Regions from separate parts of the Mus musculus genome. Here region 2 is linked to region 1. A link is a contact called in public promoter capture Hi-C data. All regions are on one chromosome and are shown on one strand. Each heading gives the region's core, a stretch centred on a gene start, on an enhancer-like site or on the middle of the called end of the contact. The rest is flanking DNA. Distances are from core to core; before and after follow the strand shown. Region 1 overlaps Klhdc10 (kelch domain containing 10). Region 2 overlaps 2210408F21Rik (RIKEN cDNA 2210408F21 gene).

Region 1 (4,421 bases), core at 1,405-3,904:
TGTTACTGTGTTGCCCATTCTGGCTGGGAATGTGTGGAAATCCTTCTGCTTCTGCTTCTCAAGTGCTGGGGTTACAAGAATGCGCATTATGCCTGGCTAAACTTTTACTTTCTATTTTTAAAAATGTATACATGTGTTTTCCTTGCATGTATGTGTCTATCTGTGTACCATGTGTATACTGGGTGCTCTCAGAGATCAGAAGAGAGCATCAGATTCCCTGGAACTGGAATTATTGATTGTGTTGTGAGCCACCATGTGGATTCTGGGAGTTGAACCCTGGTCCTCTGGAGAAGCAGAGCCAGTGCTCTTTTTTTTTTGTTGTTTGTTTGGTTTTTTGAGACAGGGTTTCTCTGTATATCCCTGGTTGTCCTGGAACTCTCTCTGTGGACCAGGCTGGCCTCAAACTCAGAAATCTGCCTGCCTCTGCCTCCAAAATATTGTGGTTTTATTTATTTATTTATTTTATTTTATTTTATTTTATTTTATTTTTTTCCGAGACAGGGTTTCTCTGTGTAGCCCTGGCTGTCCTGGAACTCACTTTGTAGACCAGGCTGGCCTCGAACTCAGAAATCCGTCTGCCTCTACCTCCCAAGTGCTGGGATTAAAGGCGTGTGCCACCACTGCCCGGCTTGCTCAGCCTTTTGAATCCTTAGTATTGGTGAGCTGGAGAGCTGGCTTAGTGAGCACTGCTTTTGCAGAGGTCTGTAGTTCAGTTCCCAGCACCCACATAGTGGTGCACAGCTGCCTGAAACTCCAGCTCTAGGAGATGTGTGCACATGCACGTACACATACACACACACTCTCTTAAAAAAGAAATAGGGGACTTGAGAGATGGCTCAGCAGTTAAGAGCACTGGCTGCTCTTCCAGAGATCCTGGGTTCAATTCCTAGCAACACATCAACTCATAACATAACCCTATGGGATCCAATGCCCTCTTCTGATAATACAGACAGACTTGCAGACAAAAGACCCATATACATAAAGTAATACATCTTTAAAACAGATAAAAAGACGTGTGTGGCTGCAGGCTTTTGAGGGTATTTCTTTCTCCCTCTCCCCCTCCCCTCCCCCCCCCTCCCCGCCCCTTGTTTCTGGCTGCCCTGGAACTTGCTCTGTAGACCAGGCTGGTCTTGAACTCCTAGATCCACCTGTCTTACATTCATTTCTTGATGTTCACATTTCCTGCAATACTCCAGCCCTCTTCACATTTGCTTACTGTTGCGTGTCTGTGAGCTCACATGTGCCATGGCACAGATGGAGAGGTTAGAAGACAGCTTTAGGAGTTGGTACTCTCCTTTCTTTGTGTGTGTTCTAGGGATGGAACTTAGGTCATCAGGCTTCTGGTGCCTTTAGTTGTCACGCCATCTTGCTGGTACCCTTTTAAAAAAAAAAAAATAGGTTCCAGGGCAGTCAGGGATATAGGAGAGAACATGCCATATTTAAAATTTTTGTTTGTTTGTTTTTTGATTTTTTGAGACAGTGTTTCTCTGTATAGCTGTCCTGGAACTCACTTTGTAGACCAGGCTGGTCTCGAACTCAGAAATCCACCTGCCTCTGCCTCCTGAGTGCTGGGATTAAAGGCGTGCGCCACTACCGCCCGGCCATATTTAAATTTTTTTATTCATCTATTTTTTTTAAATGTATGAATGCTCTGCTTTTGTGCATGCCAGAAGAGGGCATTAGATCCTATTATAGATGTTTGTGAGCCACTTTGTGGTTGCTGGGAATTGAATTCAGGACCAAAGAAGAGTAGCCAGTTCTCTTACTCTCAGAGCCCTCTCTCTTCTATTCCTTTTTTTCCTTATTTATTTATATGTTTCTATTTGTTTGTTTTGCTTTGTTTTTCAAGACAGGGTTTCTCTATGTAGCTGTGGCTGTCGTGGAATTCTCTCTGTAGTCCAGGCTGGCCTTGAACTCATAAAGATCCTCTAGTCTCTGTCTCCTAAGTGCTGGAATTGAAGGTGTGCACTCTCACCACCTGTCTATGACCTCAGTCCTTTACTGTGATCTTAGTTCCATTGATTTTCTTGGCAATGGCACAATTTTATGCTTTAGAGCTCAAGAATAATACCAAGTGTTAGGATTAAAGGCATGCACTGCACAGTCCTGCTTGCTCTCGCTCGCTCGCACCCTCTCTCTCTCTTTTATATTTTCTCTTTTTTTTTAAAGATTTGTTTATTTTATGTATGTGAGTACACTGTAGCTGTCTTCAGACACAGATGGTTGGAGCCACCATGTGGTTGCTGGGAATTGAATTCAGGACCTTTGGAAGAGCAGTCAGTATTCTTAACCACTGAGCCATCTCTCCAGCCACCCGACCCCCTTTAAAGGTTGATTTATTTCTGTGTCTGTATGTTTATGTGTGTGGTTCTGTGTAGCAATGCCTGCACAGAGGACAAAAGAGGGCATTGGATATCCTTCTCTTTCACTCTGCCTATTTTTTTAAGGCAGGATCTCAGCTGAAGTTGGGGTTTCTTTTGTTTCAAGTAGGCTAGAAGCAGCAAGCTCCAACAATCGACCAATCTCCGGTCCCCTTGGAGCTGGGGTTAAGGTATGTTATATGGGTGTTGGGACCTGAGCTTTGGTCTTCATGATTATGAAGCAAGTGTTCTAATCCATGAGTCATCTTTCTGACCCCGACTTCATTGATTTATTTATTGACATTTATTTGTTTGAGTGTACGCGTGTGCATTTGTGTGCACACAAGGGCCAGGCTGTACATGTAGAGGTCAAAGAACAAGTCTTTTGGGAGTTAGTTCTCTTTTCTACCCTGGGGTCCCAGGGATCAGACCCAGAGCATCACGACAAGCACCTTTACCAGCTGAGCCGTCACGGCTCCCCTCCCATGGTTTGTTTTTATCCTTCCCATATTAATTTACCAAATCATCTGTTGATATGTACTTGGGATGTTTTTAGTTTTTGACTGTTAAGTGTTCTGCTGCTGCGTGTAGACCTGTGTACAGATGTCTGGTTATGTGTTTCCCTTAGGTAAATACCCGGAGTACAATTGCTGAATTGTACAAGGACTGGAACTCAAGTATTTCTGTGGAATATGTTTAGCCACTTGATGAATATCCAGACAGTTTTCCAGAGCAAGTGGAATTTTACATTTCCACCAGCACTTTGTCCATCTTCCCAAACACTTGTCATCTCACTTTCTGAGTCTTTATACCAACTATTTTAATATCTGTGAAATAGAATCTTAACGCTCTTGTTTTTAGACCAGGTCTTCGTGTTGTTCTGTCTTAGACTCCTGAGCTGAAGCAACTTCAGCCTCAGTGGCTGGGCTGTAGGCGTTGCACCTTCCTGTCTTCATTGTAGTTTTTGATGTGTTTTCCTTCAGTGACTAACAATGCCAAGCATGTTTTTATGTGCGTGTTGACCATTTGTCTGTGGCTGTTTCCTTGTTAGGGAGTATCTTAGTCAGGGTTTCTCTTCCTGCACACACATCATGACCAAGAAGCAGTCGGGGAGGAAAGGGTTTATTCGGCTTACACTTCCATGCTGCTGTTCATCACCAAAGAAAGTCAGGACTGGAACTCAAGCAGGTCAGGAAGCAGGAGCTGATGCAGAGGCCATGGAGGGATGTTCTTTACTGGCTTGCTTCCCCTGGCTTGCTCAGCCTGCTCTCTTATAGAACCAAGATTACCAGCCCAGAGATGGTCCCATCCACAAGGGGCCTTTCCCCCTTGATCACTAATTGAGAAAATGCCTTATAGCTGGGTCTCATGGAGGCATTTCCTCAACTGAAGCTCCTTTCTCTATGATAACTCCATCTTGGGTCAAGTTTAAATGTCCCATCCTGTTTTTAATTGGGTTGTCTTTTTGTTGTTTTAAGAGTTCTTTATATATTTTAGACTTAAGTCCTTTGTTTATATAATTTAACATTTATATGTGTGTTTCCTCCTATTTTATCAGTTTCTTAGTTGTGTTGCTAAAAGCACACACTGATCTTTTACATTTTGATGAAGTCTAGCTATTTCTTTCCTTTTGTTCATGTTTTGGTGTGATTTACAAGGATCCTTTGCCAAATACAAGGTCATAAATATATACCTCGTGTTTCCCTTCAGTCTTGTGTGGCCTTGTGTTTGTCCCTGTACTTGGTGCCAGGGTCTTCTGATCTCTGTCTGGCCATTCCGATGTCATTTGTTTATAGCACTTTTCTTTCACTTCTGAACGGTACTGTCACCCTTGTTAGAAATGATTTGATTACCACGAAGTGGGCTCATTCTGATATCTCTGTTCTGTTCCATTGATCTGTATGTCTGCTTATATGCCAGCACCATATTAGTTCATTTCCTGGTACTTTGAAATAAGTTTTGAAATAAAGAATTATGAGCCTTCCTATTTTACTCTTCTTTCAAAGGTCCATTTTGTCCATTCTGGCTTCCTTACAATTCCACATCAATTTGTCCATCAGC
Region 2 (4,421 bases), core at 1,373-3,872, 930 kb after region 1:
TTGGAGAACACAATGTACTACATCTGGAAGGGAGTCTTCATGAGAGGTTCCCTAGCTCAGTGTGGTGGTTGGGGGCAGAATGGGACAGAATGGGAATGTCCCCCCATAGGCTCAGATGTCTGAGCACGTGATCTCCAGCCTGGTGCTGTCTGGGAGGTTCAGGAGATGTGGTTTTGTATGTCCTAGAGTAGGCTTTGAGAGTATAATTTACTCATGTCACTTCCAAGCCGTTCTCTCTGCTTACAGCTTGCTGCTCGAGATGTGAGTCTTCAGATGTTCCTGCCGCCATATCTGACAGCTGCTGCCAAGATTCCCTGGTGGGATGGACTCTTATACCTCAACAACCAGAAGCCCAAGTAAACTCTTCTATAAATTGAATGACTCATGCTTAAAAAAAAAAACAAAAAACAAACTATCTTTATTTTGTGTGCATTGGTGTTTTGCCTACATATATGTCTGTGTGAGAGTGTCAGATTCCTTGGAACTGTAGCTACAGATAGTTGTGAGCCACCATGTGGGTGCTGGGACTTGAACCCCAGTCCTCTAGAAGAGCAGCTGGTAGGTACTCTTAACCACTGGACCATCCCTCTAGACCCTGATCATGGTGTTTTAACTACAGCAAAAGAAAAGTAATTAGCACAATCAGGTTAGCCAGAGGGCACACCTGTGACAGATTTTTCCTAAGTGCATTCATCAGGGGGAGGCCCACCCTGGATGGGGGCAGCACCCTTCCTTGGGTTTGGGTCTTAGAAAGAATAAACACAGAGAGGGAGCTGAGCACAAGCCAGCAAGCACAAGCTAAGCAAGCACTGTCCAGTCTTCCTCTGCTTTGACTGAGGATGTGACGTGTCTAGCTGCTTCAGGTTTCTGCCTCGAATCCCCTGCAGTCATAGACTATAACCTGGAATTGTGAGCCAAAAGAAAAACAAAAGAAAACAAAATCCATTTTCTCCCCATATGTTGCTTTTTGGTCAAAGCATTTGATCCCAGTAACAGAAAAGAAATGAGGACAGGCAAGAAGAGGCCATACCACAGAGCCAGGAGCAGGTTGTAGTGCCAAGTTGCAGAGGCCGGGGAGGAGCATAGGTGCAGAGCAGCCGCTGTCAGAATGTTCAGGGAAAAGGAGAAGAGAGGATGTGTCAGGGAAGTGAGCTGGCTCAGTCCATAACAGCATGGTCTTGCTGTCTTTTACAGGGTCTGAAGTCTACCTTAGTGCAGTGGGAGCCACTAACTGTCCTAGTATGAAGGAAGGATATTGATGTTTTTTGGGCATGTAAGTGTGTGTGTGTGTGTGTGTGTGTGTGTGTCCCCATACTCTAGGGACTGAGCCTCCTCACCCATGTACCACACAGCTTCAGTCCCAGTCCCATATTTTGTTTTCAATCAAACTTTATACAAATGTTTCTCAAGAAAATTATAAGTTACTTCTTTTATTTCTCATTAATAATATTTTGGGGTTTTTATTTAATAAATTTTAAAGCAAGATGAGCATTTCATAAAAGAAATCAGCTTCATCCTGACTCAGACTTTCCCACCAGACATAACCAGAATCCTAGAGGAAGTTACAAGTTAGTTAAAGTTAGGACTCTGTTCCTAGTCAATTCCGTTTCTAGAACACCTAACACATGGTGTCCAGCCCAAGTACAAAACATCTCAGAGTTCTTGGAGTACTCAAGTTATATTCCTTCTGCATTGCATTATATGGGAATTAATACACACAAAAGAAAAAAATCTGATGAGTGTATTCAAGTTTTGACATTTGGGCTCTGATATCTTATTTTTAACTTATTTTAATTGGCATGTCATAACTGTTTATGTTTATAGGGTAGAGTGTGATGATTCAGTCCATACATGCAATGTGCACACATCACATGATCCATACATGCAGTGTGCACACATCAAGTCAGCAGGATTGGCCTTTCCGTCTTCTTGGACATCTGTCATGTCTTTGTGTCTGGAGCCTGCAAAGGCCTCTCTTCTAGCTCTTTGTAAGTGTGGAGTAAGTTGTACAAACTGTATTCACCCTGTTATGTTATCATTGCTTTCTAGCCCGTATCTGTTATTCAGTCTCCCTCTGTCCTACATCTCCTGACCTCCAAAGCCTCTTTTTATGATATGCTATTATGATATGTTTCCAGAAAGTGACTGCACGATGGAAAATGGGTGCCCAGTAGTCCTAGGGCCAGTGTGGAGGAATTACAGTACCTCGAAAAGGAAATGATATGGGTCCAGGCTTGCCAGGGGCAGCAGGGATGCAGAGAGGAGGGTCTGAGAAGCACTCCCGGGAAGGCCAGAGGCATTCGGATGACTCCAGGCTTTTGTGGGTGGAGGTGAGGGATAATGGCAAGGAAGGAAGACCTGTTGGGAGGAGCCTAGGGCAGAGACCCTTCCATTCCCCCTGAGGACCACCTATATGTCACTGGAGCTGGGGACTTCGCCATGCAATGCAGAAAGGTTTCACGCTGAGGTCAGACCCTGGCAGCTAGAGAGGATGGGGCTCTTAACACCTGCCAGATTGTTAAGACCGAATCTGTGTGGAACCCAGGCTGCAAATGAGAGGTCTTCAGTACCTGCAGCCAAGCAGGGCCTGACAAGCTGTTTCCATGGAGACACAGAGCTGTGTGCAGGCGTAGGCGTGTTGATCCATTCCAGAGCCTTGGGTCACAAGGCTGTATCGAGCTAACAGGAAAAAGGTGTTATCGATCAGGAAAAGATGCCCAAAGTATTGGCAGCTAATTGAGGTTTTGTTGTCATAATTCTGGATTAAGTTTAACAAATCAGGATCCTGCTAGCTCCCACTTAGCAAGAGCACAAGGAAGCAGACACCAATTCAGGCTAACTCTAAATATGCAGACACCCAGCCCAAGTAGTTCTGGATCCTTGAGCTCTCAAGTAGCTCCGTATCTCTTCCGACTGACAGAGACACAGACAGCAGCTGGGGGAGCTAATCTCCTTTTCATTTGTCATAGGAATGGCAAAAATATTCAGGAAACCTAAGCCTGGCTCTGGAAAAAAATTCAGATGCTGGCAGAGCCCCAAACTGGATATTGGGAAGCATTTTGAAAATTACTGTTCACAGAGAGCACAGAGGGAAGCTTCCAGAGCTTAGGAGATGGGGGTCAGGTGGTGAGTGACTCAGAGCTTGCTGCAGCCACGTGACATTCTATCTCAAAGCAAACACTAGCAAAAAGGAAGCCAGCAGCAATGACACTCACATTTGTGGTGTGTGTGTGTGTTAAAATAGACATAGCATGAAGTTTACCTTTGGATATTTTGGGGGGGGGGTTGTTTGTTTGTTTGTTTGTTTGTTTGTTTGTTTCCAGGCAGAGTTTCTCTGTGTAACAGCCCCCACCTGTCCAGCAACTCACTCTGTAGATCAGGCTGGCCTCAAAATAAGAGATCTGCCTTCGTTTGCTTCCCCAGTATAGGGATTTAAGGTGTGTGTCATCACTGGACATTTTTAAATATACAATTTAATGGCATAAAGATCACACATGATCTTGGACTGGGGGTGTAGGCCATTGGCACAGCATGAGCTTGGAATATGTCAGCAGTGGGGTCCGAGTGGCACAGTTTTTAAAAAGTATGCTTTCAATTTTGTGCATCCTTCATTATTATTACTTCCAAAATTTTATTTTGGTTAAGTAACAACTCCCCATTAGACTATACATCAGGTCATTTTGTGTTACTATAACAAAATGCTGGAGGCAGGATACTCTGTATTATTTAGCTCAGGAGTCTAGTCACTCAAGAGCATGATACTGGCATGTGCTTGGTCTGTTGGACCTCATTGTAGATGGCTTCACAACGGTGGATGTGCATGTAGAGGAGGTCACATGGCAAGGTGGGATTCAGTAAAGCAGCATCAATCTGCTTACATGGGAAATGTCCCCAAGCTCTGATTATTTGTTGCTAGGCCCTACCACCTCATTACCACCACACTGGGGACCAAGCCTCCTACAGGGGACAACAGATTATATAGCATGCCCTAAAGATATTGAACAGTATGGTCTTCCTGCAGAGTTTTCTGCTGGCAGAATGATGGTTAGTGTGACTGTTAATCTTAATTGTCAGCTTGGTGGGATTTAGAATCAGCCTGGCTCTGTCAGTGAGAGGTTATCTAGATCAGCTTTACTGAGAGTGGAAGATTCACCCTCAAGGCAGGTGATACCACCCCAGGAGCTGGCATCATCTGAGACTAAACACAGTATCCATCTGTCTCTGCATTCTGACTGTGGGTGCAGTGTGACCGCCCACCTCAAGCACCTGCTGCTGTGCCTTCCCATCCTTGTGGACTGTGTCCTTTAGAACTGTAAGCCCTTCCTTCATTAAGTTGCCTGTCAACGTTTTGTCACAGTAATGAGATAACTAATACAGTTAGGTCACTGTTGGTGAGAAAACTGGGTTAAGCTTGTTTTGGT

Evidence for each region. Promoter capture Hi-C pulls out the DNA fragments that hold promoters and counts their contacts.
Region 2: a contact with region 1 is called in a promoter capture Hi-C map of liver, with 2.2 times the contacts expected there. The contact joins two enhancer-like sites. A contact is called at or near these places in 3 of 39 promoter capture datasets (embryonic stem cells, liver and stem cell-derived epiblast-like cells).

The regions. Positions count from the first base shown.
Region 1 is chr6:30,407,272-30,411,692 of GRCm38.p6, forward strand. All of the region lies in intron 1 of Klhdc10 (kelch domain containing 10), which reads left to right. Among named protein-coding and RNA genes, the nearest start is that of Klhdc10, 7.6 kb to the left of the region's middle. Within about 2 kb of position 2,655, at least 5 of the 459 cell types and tissues checked have an H3K27ac peak or open chromatin away from gene starts, as enhancers often do. A contact at or near this core is called in liver, where this site is marked.
Region 2 is chr6:31,336,984-31,341,404 of GRCm38.p6, forward strand. 2210408F21Rik (RIKEN cDNA 2210408F21 gene) reads left to right here. Exons shown (of 6, transcript NR_040262.1): 6 at 247-412. Among named protein-coding and RNA genes, the nearest start is that of Mkln1os, 60 kb to the right of the region's middle. Within about 2 kb of position 2,623, at least 61 of the 459 cell types and tissues checked have an H3K27ac peak or open chromatin away from gene starts, as enhancers often do. A contact at or near this core is called in liver, where this site is marked.